Regions from separate parts of the Acanthopagrus latus genome. Here region 1 is linked to region 2. A link is a contact called in public Hi-C data. All regions are on one chromosome and are shown on one strand. Each heading gives the region's core, a stretch centred on a gene start, on an enhancer-like site or on the middle of the called end of the contact. The rest is flanking DNA. Distances are from core to core; before and after follow the strand shown.

The links. Hi-C and Micro-C count contacts between places; a contact is called where the count stands out from the background.
Region 1: a Hi-C map of liver shows a contact between it and region 2, with 2.5 times the contacts expected there. The contact joins the promoter of LOC119021272 here to the promoter of LOC119020396 in region 2. A contact is called at or near these places in 2 of 4 Hi-C or Micro-C datasets (liver and muscle).

The regions. Positions count from the first base shown.
Region 1 is chr6:5,160,611-5,166,609 of fAcaLat1.1, reverse strand. LOC119021272 reads left to right here and starts at 3,440. Exons shown (of 5, transcript XM_037101460.1): 1 at 3,440-3,666; 2 at 3,796-3,966; 3 at 4,223-4,521; 4 at 4,674-4,801; 5 at 5,079-5,594. The coding sequence starts at 3,573. The coding sequence ends at 5,268. LOC119020367 (mucin-5AC-like) reads left to right here. Exons shown (of 5, transcript XM_037099612.1): 3 at 915-1,204; 4 at 1,428-1,555; 5 at 1,846-2,747. The coding sequence ends at 2,047. dennd6aa (DENN/MADD domain containing 6Aa) reads right to left here. Exons shown (of 19, transcript XM_037101459.1): 19 at 5,946-5,999.
Region 2 is chr6:5,018,656-5,023,895 of fAcaLat1.1, reverse strand. LOC119020396 (tripartite motif-containing protein 16-like) reads right to left here and starts at 3,461. Exons shown (of 1, transcript XM_037099668.1): 1 at 743-3,461. The coding sequence starts at 2,906. The coding sequence ends at 1,245. LOC119020389 (filamin-B) reads left to right here. Exons shown (of 48, transcript XM_037099644.1): 33 at 624-729; 34 at 3,472-3,612; 35 at 3,780-3,908; 36 at 4,024-4,197; 37 at 4,809-4,967; 38 at 5,098-5,240.

The sequences.
Region 1 (5,999 bases), core at 2,191-4,690, 140 kb before region 2:
TATACTTAGAATATTTTCAAATTATAGTAAAATGTCATACATAGGGATAGTCTGCCAGAGGAGATTTAACAGGTACCTTTTTACAGTGGTTTCAATTGGCCATCTCTGACACTTCACCCAATTAGATAGAAACCATAGGTCATTCAGGTGTTAAGCTGTGTGTACAGAACATTTGCATTACCTCAACATACTTTATCTATACTGAGGCTGGATTCAGATCAAATCAGCTGTGAAAATTCAGGTCTTCCCATTCATTTTAATGCAGGTATCCTTTTCTGAGAGAAAAAAAAATGCAGCTAGCTGCAGCAAATAAAGTTGAGACGGACTTAACTTTTGGTGAATAGAAAAATGTTGCAGTGGGGAATCACATAAGCTGGTGGTCAGACTTAAAGAATTAATGACTTGTTACATGTAGCATGTGTATTCAGTCAGTTTGGCTTTATTTACTAGTCGAAAACACATCTGTGGATGCTATCAATCAGTGTAGGACTAGCATGCTTAACCTACTGTGGCAGACGCATGACCGCAGATCATAAACAGAGCATAAACAAAGCAGAACTGGTATGGAGAACCATCAGAGTGAACAAATGATTCTAGCCGGATCAAGATTTTTATGACACAAGGTGGTGGGAACACTACACTTACTGTTCACAAGGGATCACCAGAATCAACACAAGATTAAAGCACCCTTTAGCTGCTTTAAGTGTGCAGTATATCTGGAAGTTATAGTTATGCTAAGACAAATGAAGCCCTTGTTTAAAGGGGCTCTGTGGGACTGAACCCTGATAGCAGCTGCTTTACAAATTATCCCTTGTTATTCATATTCTTAAATAACATACAACTGTGGTAATGAGTTTGTTTTTTATTTTGTCAACTAGAAATGGTCAGTTACTTATGTCCACTGATCCCTGCAGGTGTGTCGGTGTGTCTGCGTTACCTCACCAACACTGTAGAAAATAGACTCTTCACAGTCAGTCCATCCAGGATGCCGCTGCAGGTGACCGTCAATCAACTTGGTTATTATACACTAAGGTTTAACTCATACGGTTACAACACACTGTACATGAAACCTAGCATAAGATTCTGGTCAAACATTGGACCGGACATCTGGAGCAGAGTCTGTTTCACCTTGGACTCCATGAAGAACGTGGCCCAGGCGTTTAGCGGCTCCAACATCAGCATCAGGATGTTGTTACCTTATCAGGTGAGAACAGAGGAGTGCATACTGAACCAAATTCATCTTGTTCAGCATTTTTGTAGCTATAGTCTGATAATCAGACTTGACAGACAGATGAATCCTGCAATGTTCCATGACTGAAAATGGCTTTGACTACAGGTCTACAGACAGTTTAGTGTCTTAAATCTTATCTTCATCATGTCTCTAATATATATCTGCTGTGTGTGTGTGTTTGTGTGTGTGTGTTCAGTATGTCTGGTCAGGTGAGCCTGTGATTGAATTTCCAGGTTTTGACGGTCAGTTGACAGACGTCCAGATGTGGGATTATCCTCTCAGCTATAGAGAAGTCTTCAAGTACATGAACAACGGTGTCTACGGGTATGTGTGTGTTTGAGGTGTGAAACTGTTGTACAAACAATTAAAGTATCTCTTTGCCTTAAAAACTAATTATAAAGACGACACAGCCAGAAGTCGCATTAGTGACACAGAAATCTAGTTTTGATAAATAAACAAATAAAAGCAGTAAAGGACGGTGAGAAAACCACATGAGAGGAATTGATGATGAGAGAATAATGATTGACATGATAAAACACAATGTAATTTTACCATTAAATGTAATTTCCTATATATTATTATTATGTTTATAACTATTTTTTTTGTTATTTTAGGCCGCACCACGGCTCTGTCCTCACCTGGTCCTCCATCAACTACACTCCCAGTGGAAACACGCTGTTGGAGGACGTCTATGAGTGGGAGGCGAAACAGCAGATCAGCGGCAGGAGGAGAGGCCGTCGACCAAAGGGAGGGAGGAAGAACAGAAAGTTTGTTAATGTGGTGGAAAGAGAAGAGGGAATAAGAGATCTGCTTTAATGAAACATACAGAATGTGTGTGAAAAGCTGTATGATCTTCAGCTGTGATTTCTTCCACAAGAACGATCATTTGAGCATTTATCCAATCAATAATTAATCATTAATGAAACTGAAACATTGCTGATCTGATAAACGTGTGTGATTATATTTCCTTTGTTTCCTAAAGTTTAGGCCAAAACCCCCAATGTGCCAACAACATTTTGTGTCATTCTAACGTGTGTTAAGCTTTTACTAACTGAAGATGGATATCACACTCTTTAGGGGTAGAAATAATATATCACCTAGCTAATTTGACTGATTTTGGCTTTACTGTTCAGATTGTAGCACGGCAACCTTCAGTACTGCAGATGGTCCTGAAACTCCTTTGTGGTGCATACCTTTTGAGAAAGGTGGCTGGGGCTATGAATCAAGTTTACTATGATTATGATATATAAGAATAAGAAGAAGAAAAAGAAGAATATTTTTGAGCTTCTATGTCTAGAGCCTACAACAGCCAAAGAGTGATCATGTAGACAGAGGACCCACTCTCTTTGTCCTCTCCTGTCCTGTACCACTTACACACCAGCCTCTGGATGATTGATACATTAACCTTTATAAATTTAACAAAAGTCAACATGGTTGTTGTGGCTTTTTATAAATCATGTTGAGCTGCATATATCAGAAAATTAGCTAGTGCCATGAATAAAGTTTATTAGCATTACTCTAATATGTGTTTTCATCCTTTAATCTGCAAAAAGACTCTTCTCATGTCACAGCAAACACCATAATCCATTCACACCTGAGATCCTGAGATTGAGATAAAAGTTTCTATGCGCGCCTTAAAGTCTACAACAGCCAATGAGCTATTATGTGGACAAGACACCCGCAGTTTTCTTTATCACCTCTCCTGAGTCACTTACACACCAGCCTACAGGTAATATGTCAAAATGTCATCAATGAGATTTCAAATTCAGTAACATATATATCAGTTTTTAAAACCCCAAACTTGGAAATTCTGCAGGTTTATGTATTTTTTTTATGCATTTTGCTAATTGAATAGGCTGTTTGCCACCTAAGCACTTGTTTTTGACTATTTCATATGCATAACATTAGCATAAATGTGGAAATACAGTGCTATTCAACAAAAACTATGCATGTACTCCAAATAGTTCAACAATAGCTTTGAATTTACTTTGGGTCAGATTGTGATAGGTGTTTAAGGGTAATCTTACATAAGAGTCCAGGAATAAGAGAAAGCAATTCTTGAGTAATTAAAAACTGTTCAAATATATAAGTAAGTACAAGCGTGAATGTAAAAGACTAGACTGTTATTGTGCAACACTGCTGGGAGAGCAAAGGGGAGTGTAAATGAATCAGGGACAGGCTGGGGGAGTGTCTTTACACAGAAATGAAACCTAATGCGGCTGCTCATGTCTGAACCAACAAGTGAGAGTAGGAAGGAAGTGCAGCCAGCAGACAGACATACACTCTCACACAGTGAGGACACACAGACACTTTTGCAGAGACTCTGATCGGCCGAGCGAGGATGAAGATGAAGCTGGTTCATGCTCTTCTGGTGGTGGCAGTGATGTCAGCACCGGTGAACGCAGAATTCAAAACGACAAGTTGGACGACGCCGGGTGAGCACACACGCCAAATGAACTCACACTGTGTGACAAGGTGAATGTTATTGTGTGTGTGAGGTTTTGAGCTTGCTAGTTAAAATGACAACTGGTTTCTGTGTTATCTCTCCCTTTCTCTTTCTGCAGGACCTCAAGGAATGAATTTAAAGGGGAAGATGTTCACTTTGTCTCAATATGAAGGAGGAATTTCATTCTATCCACCCTATTTTTCCCCCACCCCTTCCACTACTTACTACATCACCACTGACATACCCACCTCCACCTCCTATCCCTGGACCACAGCACCTACTACTAGAAGTAAGTCTAACCACAAACTAGTCCTCATAACCAAACAGAAACGCAATGTCAGGATATGAAATCAAAATTACATTTTAATGTTCAGATTTGCTCTCAGATGTATTTCTCCTGTTAAGACGTGCAGCTATAAGATGAGATAAGATGATAGAATTTAAATTCTAGATCATATCTGAATAACAACTGGCTGCATTTCAAGTTTGTTTATTATTGTGTCAACTAGAAATGGTCAGTTACTTATGTCCGCTGATCCCTGCAGGTGTGTCGGTGTGTCTGCGTTACCTCATTGACTTTGGACAAACAAGTAACCCCAGAATCTTCACACTCAGTCCATCCAGTACCCCTCTGCTGGTGAACGTTGATCAACTTGGTGTTTATACACTAAACTTTAACCAATACAGTTACAACACACTGTACATGAAACCTAGCATAAGGTTCTGGTCAACCATCGGACCGGACATCTGGAGCAGATTCTGCTTCACCTTGGACTCCACAAAGAATGTGGCTCAGGTGTTTAGCGGCTCCAACATCAGCATCAGGAAGTTGATACGTTATCAGGTGAGAACAGAGGAGTGCATACTGAACCAACAGATGAATCCTGCAATATTCCATGTCTGAAAATGATTTTGTCTACAGGTCTACAGACAGTTTAGTGTCTTTTATCTTCATCATGTCTCTAACATACATCTACTGCATGTGTGTGTGTTCAGTATGTCTGGTCAGGTGAGCCTGTAATTCAATTTGAAGGTTTTGACGGTCAGGTGACAGACGTCCAGATGTGGGATTATCCTCTCAGCTACAGAGAAGTCTTCAAGTACATGACCAACGGTGTCTACGGGTATGTGTGTGTGTGTGTGTGTGTGTTTTAGGTGTGAAACTGTTGTACTGTTGTCTTAAAGACTTATTATAAAGCAGTCGCATTAGTGACACAGAGATCTAGTTTTGAGAAATAAACAAATAAAAGCAGTAAAGGACAGTGAGAAAATCACATGAGAGGAATTGATGATGAGAGAATAATGATTGACACGATAAAACACAATGTAATTTTACCATCAAATGTCATTTCCTATATTTATTTTTATGATGTTTATAACTATTTTTTTTTGTTATTTTAGGCCGTACCGCGGCTCTGTCCTCACCTGGTCCTCCATCAACTACACTCCCAGTGGAAACACGCTGTTGGAGGACGTCTATGAGTGGCAGGCAAAACAGCAGATCAGCGGCAGGAGGAGAGGCCGTCAACCAAAGGGAGGGAGGAAGAACAGAAAATTTGTTAATGCTGAGAGAGAGAAGAAGCAATTATAGATCAGCTTTAATGAAACATACAACATGTGTGTGAGAGGCTGGATCTTCATCATGATTTCCTTAACGAGAATAATCATTTGAGCATTTATCCAATCACTAATTAGTCATTAATGAAATTCAGACATTGCTGTTCTGATGAACGTATGTGATTCAGTGTTTCCCACACATTGACTAATTTGTGGTGTCATTTTTGATTAGTGTAAATAAGCTTTACTGTTCTACAGGAGTTTGTAACTTCCTGGAAAACCATAAAAATGTTGATGACTCATCATGCTCTAGATGTTCTCATGTTCATTTTTCGTATAATAAATACTTACTTTACTTTATGATGCAGCCATGGATGTATAGAAAGAAAAATGTTGTCAGAGAAATGTGTTGTTAGGGGGCAAACTTCACAGATTACTGTACAAGAACACAACTTAATTCACTGATTCACTGATCTGGTTTTCCCTCTCCTGCTCTACAGTAAGAAACCTTGGACAGATAACTTTACTTGTTACTAAAGTTTATACAGGGAAACACGTAACTATGCTAAAACAACTAGCATTCTATCAATCGTTTCATGGGAACTTAAAAAAATCATGATATATCAACATTATGTCCAAGTAGCTAACATGATTTAAGAATCTGTGCAGTTTTTCACAATCACAATCGTATAAAACACGCAAACCCATTCATCAAAATGGAAGCTGTTTGTTTAATGACAAAAATAACCACCATGGTTGAAGTCA
Region 2 (5,240 bases), core at 2,212-4,711:
TAAATAATATACACAAGCTTACATGCTCTTGTACACACACATTAATTTGAACATGCCACATATGTGATTGGTGAAATTACCCTTTAACATAACAACACACACACACACACACACACCGCTCCTCTCTCTTGCAGATGAATGGCCGCTGGTTAAAAAACTCGACCTCTCTCTCTCTCTCTCTCTCTCCATTCTAAAGTGTCCTCGCTCGACCGCTTTGCCTCCTCCATGTCATCGCTTCTCTTTTTGTCTCGGCCAATGAGATCACAGCAAAAAACATCTAGCAGTGCAACAACATGAATGAAAAAAATGAAAATTAAAAAAAAAACAAAAAAAAAAAACAGGTGTTCCGTGAGACCTGTTGCAGAAGGTGTTGCTATGGTTACGGGTGTGCACTCTTCATCGCTGCGGCTGCATCACCGAATCACCTCATCATCCTTTTTCCTTCCTCCTCCTTCCTGCTCCATCGCACTACACCTCCCAGGATGCCTCTGTGTGGGCGGGGCTGGGATGCAGCGGCGGCAGCAGCATGTTTCTTATGCAGGTCGCCGAGGCCGACAGGAAGTTGTTTTTAGCGCTGAACAGACGCGTTAAACTCTGCCTGTCTCTCTGTGTGTCTTCTCCAGGTGACAACAGACAACTACAAGCCAGTCGGCAGCAGCGTCAACGGAAGCGGCTTCAGACCGTTCGACATGGTGATACCGTTCGCCTTCAGGAAGGGAGAGATCACCGGTGAGGAGCTGATGATTTTAGATTTAGTAAAGCAAATAACAAACGCCACCAGAACATTTTAATTTAGAATAAGAACCAACACATGGAGCCACACAGATACAGACACGAAACAACATCTTTCATCTTCTTATATTGGGTTACAATAAAGAAAATCACTTTGAGTTTTGCTGACAACATATTTTGTCTCGTGTGTTGGGACACAGAAAAACTTTAATTCTCATCATTCTTCCGGTTTCTATCTCTGCACTGACCTCTTATCAGTTTTATGAAGCACTTTGTAATTTAGGTTTGAAAGGTGCCATATAAATAAAATATAAAATGAGTTAGTAATAGAGCGCTGAAGACACCCTTAGAATGAATAAAACTTTAAAACTGTCCATCTGTGAACATTTTTGCCAGTTACATGGAATCAGCAGTGGCGGTTGTTAAACAATGAGGACAAAATCTCCCATGAGCCCACGCTGCCACCCTGCTAGAGGCAAAAATTACTGACCGTGCGTTTAAATCACTTCCGTCTACGTGAGTTTGCAGAACTCAGCAGTGTCTCCGATAAAATAGGGATTGAGTCCAGCATGGAGAGGCTGAGTGAATGTGGTGTGGACTCTGTGGAGGAGAGTCACGGTTTCAGAGACGCTGTAGAAGGACAGAATACCTGCACCGTGATCCAGGTACACTCCAACTCTGGAGGGCTGAGGACCTGAGAAGGACGTTGTGATGTCGTCGTAACAGAACTGAAAACATTTTTGGTCAAAATACATCGCCCACGATTTGTCATTGTGTCCAAATCCACATTCATTCGAGCTTCCTGCTCGGCTGATATTCTTGTATGCGACTGCGACGCCGACTCCTCCTCCTCTCCTCTCCACCTCCCAGTAACAGCGTCCAGTCAGACTCTCTCGGCTCAGGACCTGCTCCCACACAGTGAATCTGTCTGGGTGATCAGAATAAGACTGTTTTTGACTCATGAATGTTGCTTTTCTGTCCCCTTCAGATAATAACAGATGTGTGTATGCGGTGTTTGGATCCAGGGTTAGTTCACGTGCATATTTTAAGAATCCAGCTCTGGTCTTTGGCTCCGGTTGTGGCAGCAGAACATCCACTTCAGTCACTGTCAGTGAGATGTTTGTCCTCATCTCTCTCAGGACGTCCTGTAGTTTGTCTCTGACCTCTGACACAGCAGCCGTCACGTCCTCAAAGTACTTCAGGTGACGGATATTTAGATACAAGTGTGCAGACTCACTGAGTGCTGACAGTGAGGGGTAGTTGTGTAGAAACTGGTTGTGATCCTCTGTGTGTGAGAGCTTCTTCAGCTCAGCGTCTTTCCTCTTCAGCTCAGTGATCTCCTGCTCCAGCTTCTCCTGAAGCTCTTTGACTCGACTCACTTCAGTTTCCTGCTGGGATCTGACCTGCCGCTTCACATCAGAGCGTCTTTTCTCCATGAGACGGATCAGCTCGGCGAAGATCCTCTCACTGTCCTCCACTGCTTCATCAGCAGAGCGATTGATGGCCTCCACCTCCTGTTGAAGCAGCTTCACATCTTCCTCTCTGTCCTGGATTCTCTGCTGGACGTTGTGTCGACTCCCCTCCAGCTCTCGCTGCCTCTCAGTCCTCTCTACTGCAGCTGACACTGTGTCGTGGCCTTTATGTTCTTCGTTAGAGCAGAGATAACAGATACACTGCTGATCAGTACGGCAGAACATCGTCATCACCTCATCATGACGAGGGCAGATGTTCTGCTGGAGCTTCCTGAACGGCTCCACAAACTTGTGTTTCTCAAAAGCAGAAGATTCGTAATGAGGCTTGCAGTGTTTCTCGCAGTAAGAGACCAGACAGGATTCGATGGCTCTCAGTTTCCTCCCAGTGCAGAAATCACAGGCCACATCTTCAGGTGCAGCATTGCTGTGATCAGCAGGAGCAGCTTTGAGTCCGATCTTCTTCAGCTCCTCCGCTAAAACCGCCAACACGGTGCTTCTCAGCAGGACAGGCCTTGTTGTGAAAGTCTGCCCACACTGAGGGCAGCTGTGGGTTTTCTTCTCATCCTCCTCATCCCAGAAGCTGTGAATACAGTTCATGCAGTAGCTGTGTCCGCAGGCAGTCGTCACCGGATCCCTCAGCAGATCCAGACAGAGCGAACAAGAGAACGTTTTCAGGTCCAGCCGAAATCCTTTGTGAGACATTTTACCGCTCGGTGGCAACACCTCTCTTGAGTTTCACTTTCTTCGAGCCTAAACTAGTTTGAGCTCTGATCTAAGCAGCATGTGTGTCTGCAGGGAATGCAGCCTGCACTTTGACACATGCTGGTTACACCCAACGTCAACTGTAGATCTGAAGGGGAGGGAACAAAGAACTATGTGTGCACAAGAGAGAGGAGCTCGCTGTGTGTGAGAGCAGGAAGACAGAGGAGGGGAGGAGTTATGAAGCTTGGAATCGCTCCAGGAAGAGGAACAGCTCTGTGAATCTAAACTTTCTGTGCTCATTTACAACAAATTCTCAGTTCAAACTAGCTCTGTAACTCTGTAGAATGTAAGAACTAAAGTCAAAATGTAGGTCACAGGTCAAAAAAGTGCCATCTTAATATTTTTAAAATAAGTAGTAGAGAGTCTTTGTCTGTCTTTGCATTCAAAGCACGCGCTAAACAAAACATGAATCAATCTAATAATACATGAATAAATAACAGAAAAGTCAAATGGAAGTGTACGAACACAACGAACGTCTGTCTCCGTCTCTCTGACTCTCTCTCAGGTGAGGTGCTGATGCCTTCAGGTAAATCAGCCCAGCCGCTGATCACAGACAACCTGGACGGGACGGTCACAGTGCAGTACTCTCCTACTGAGGCCGGCCTGCACGAGATGCACATCAAGTACAACGGCACACACATCCCAGGTCAGCACACGACACACACACACTGACTTGTGAACTGAATTAGGTGAAAGGGGGGCACCTGGTGTCCAGAACCAGAACTGCAGCCTCTGAACTTTTAAAAAAACTCCACCTGTTGTTTTAATGTCTCTGTTGTACTGATATTGCGTGTGTGTGCTTGTGTGTTGCAGAGTCTCCTCTTCAGTTCTATGTGAACCACGCCAGTAGTCCCAGTGTCACAGCCTACGGTCCTGGTCTGAGCTACGGCGTCGCCAACAAGATGGCCTCGTTCACAGTCTTCACAGATGACGCCTCTGAAGGTACGTCAGCTGCAGGAGGAGGAGCAGAGCTGGTGGTCTGAGGCGATATTTTAGGAAATGAGTGAAAACGTCCTGATTCAAATGCATCCTGTCCGTCTGTTTGTTGTCCATCCAGGGGGTCTGGACTTGGCCATCGAGGGTCCATCCAAAGCAGAGATCAGCTGCGTGGACAACAAGGACGGGACCTGCAGCGTCACCTACCTGCCGACGCTGCCCGGAGATTACAACATTCTGGTCAAATACAACAGCGATCACATCGCCGGCAGCCCGTTCATGGCCAAGATCACCGGTGAGACACTCAGACAAACATTATTGATGATTAATAAACCCAAAAAAATGTGGATCACTGCAATTTATATCAGTCTGTCAAACAAAAAAGTACAATTATATAAAATATCATAAAACAGTAGAAAACAATAGTTCAAATATTTTATTGACCAAACAGGTTCAGGCTTCAACCTATTATGCCTGAAAGATCTGGACAAATAAACAGCAACCAAAAAGTTACAACATCTCTGTGAACGACTTAGATAAATGCTGTAGCAGCTGGTTTTGGATTATTTCACCCCTTGCATATTTTTCTGAAATATCCTTAAGAATTAAAGTTGTAAGGGGAGGAACAACCTGAGGCTTCGGTCCACGCAGCAATGGCCACATATTTAATGAGTTGATCACAGGAGACGCATCAGGATCTGTCAAACTCAGCAGGCGAAGCCGAGTGATTTTCTCCAGTTAGTTCTGATTCTCTCCATTTTGGACTTTTTTGATCAGTGTGATAAATATCAGCACATGCAGCTGAAGTCAGATATTGATCAAAAGGTAGATTTCACAGACTTAATGTGTCTGTGATGTGCTGTCTTACTTTTTGTGTGTTGTTTTTTTTTTTTTTGTGTCTCTCAGAGGACAACCAGCGACGCTCTCAGGTCAAACTGGGCTCTGCAGCAGATTTCTCTCTGGACATCAACGAGACGGATCTGAGCCTGCTGACCGCCAGCATCCAGGCGCCATCGGGCCGTGACGAGCCCTGCCTGCTGAAGAGGATGGCCAACAACCACATCGGTAACACACACACACACACGAATAAATACACGCCCTGTCACTCTTTTCATCCTTGCTTTCCCTCGTCTCTTCAGGCAACTATTAGTATCTCTACCTATCTATCTCACCACCTCCCTCTTCCTCCTCCCAGGTATCTCCTTCATCCCGCGGGAGGTGGGCGAACACAAGGTCAGCATCCTGAAGAACGGCCGTCACATCCCCAACAGTCCCATCACCATCATGGTCGTCCAGTCTGAGATCGGAGACGCCAGCCTGGTCAAAGTCCACGGCGAC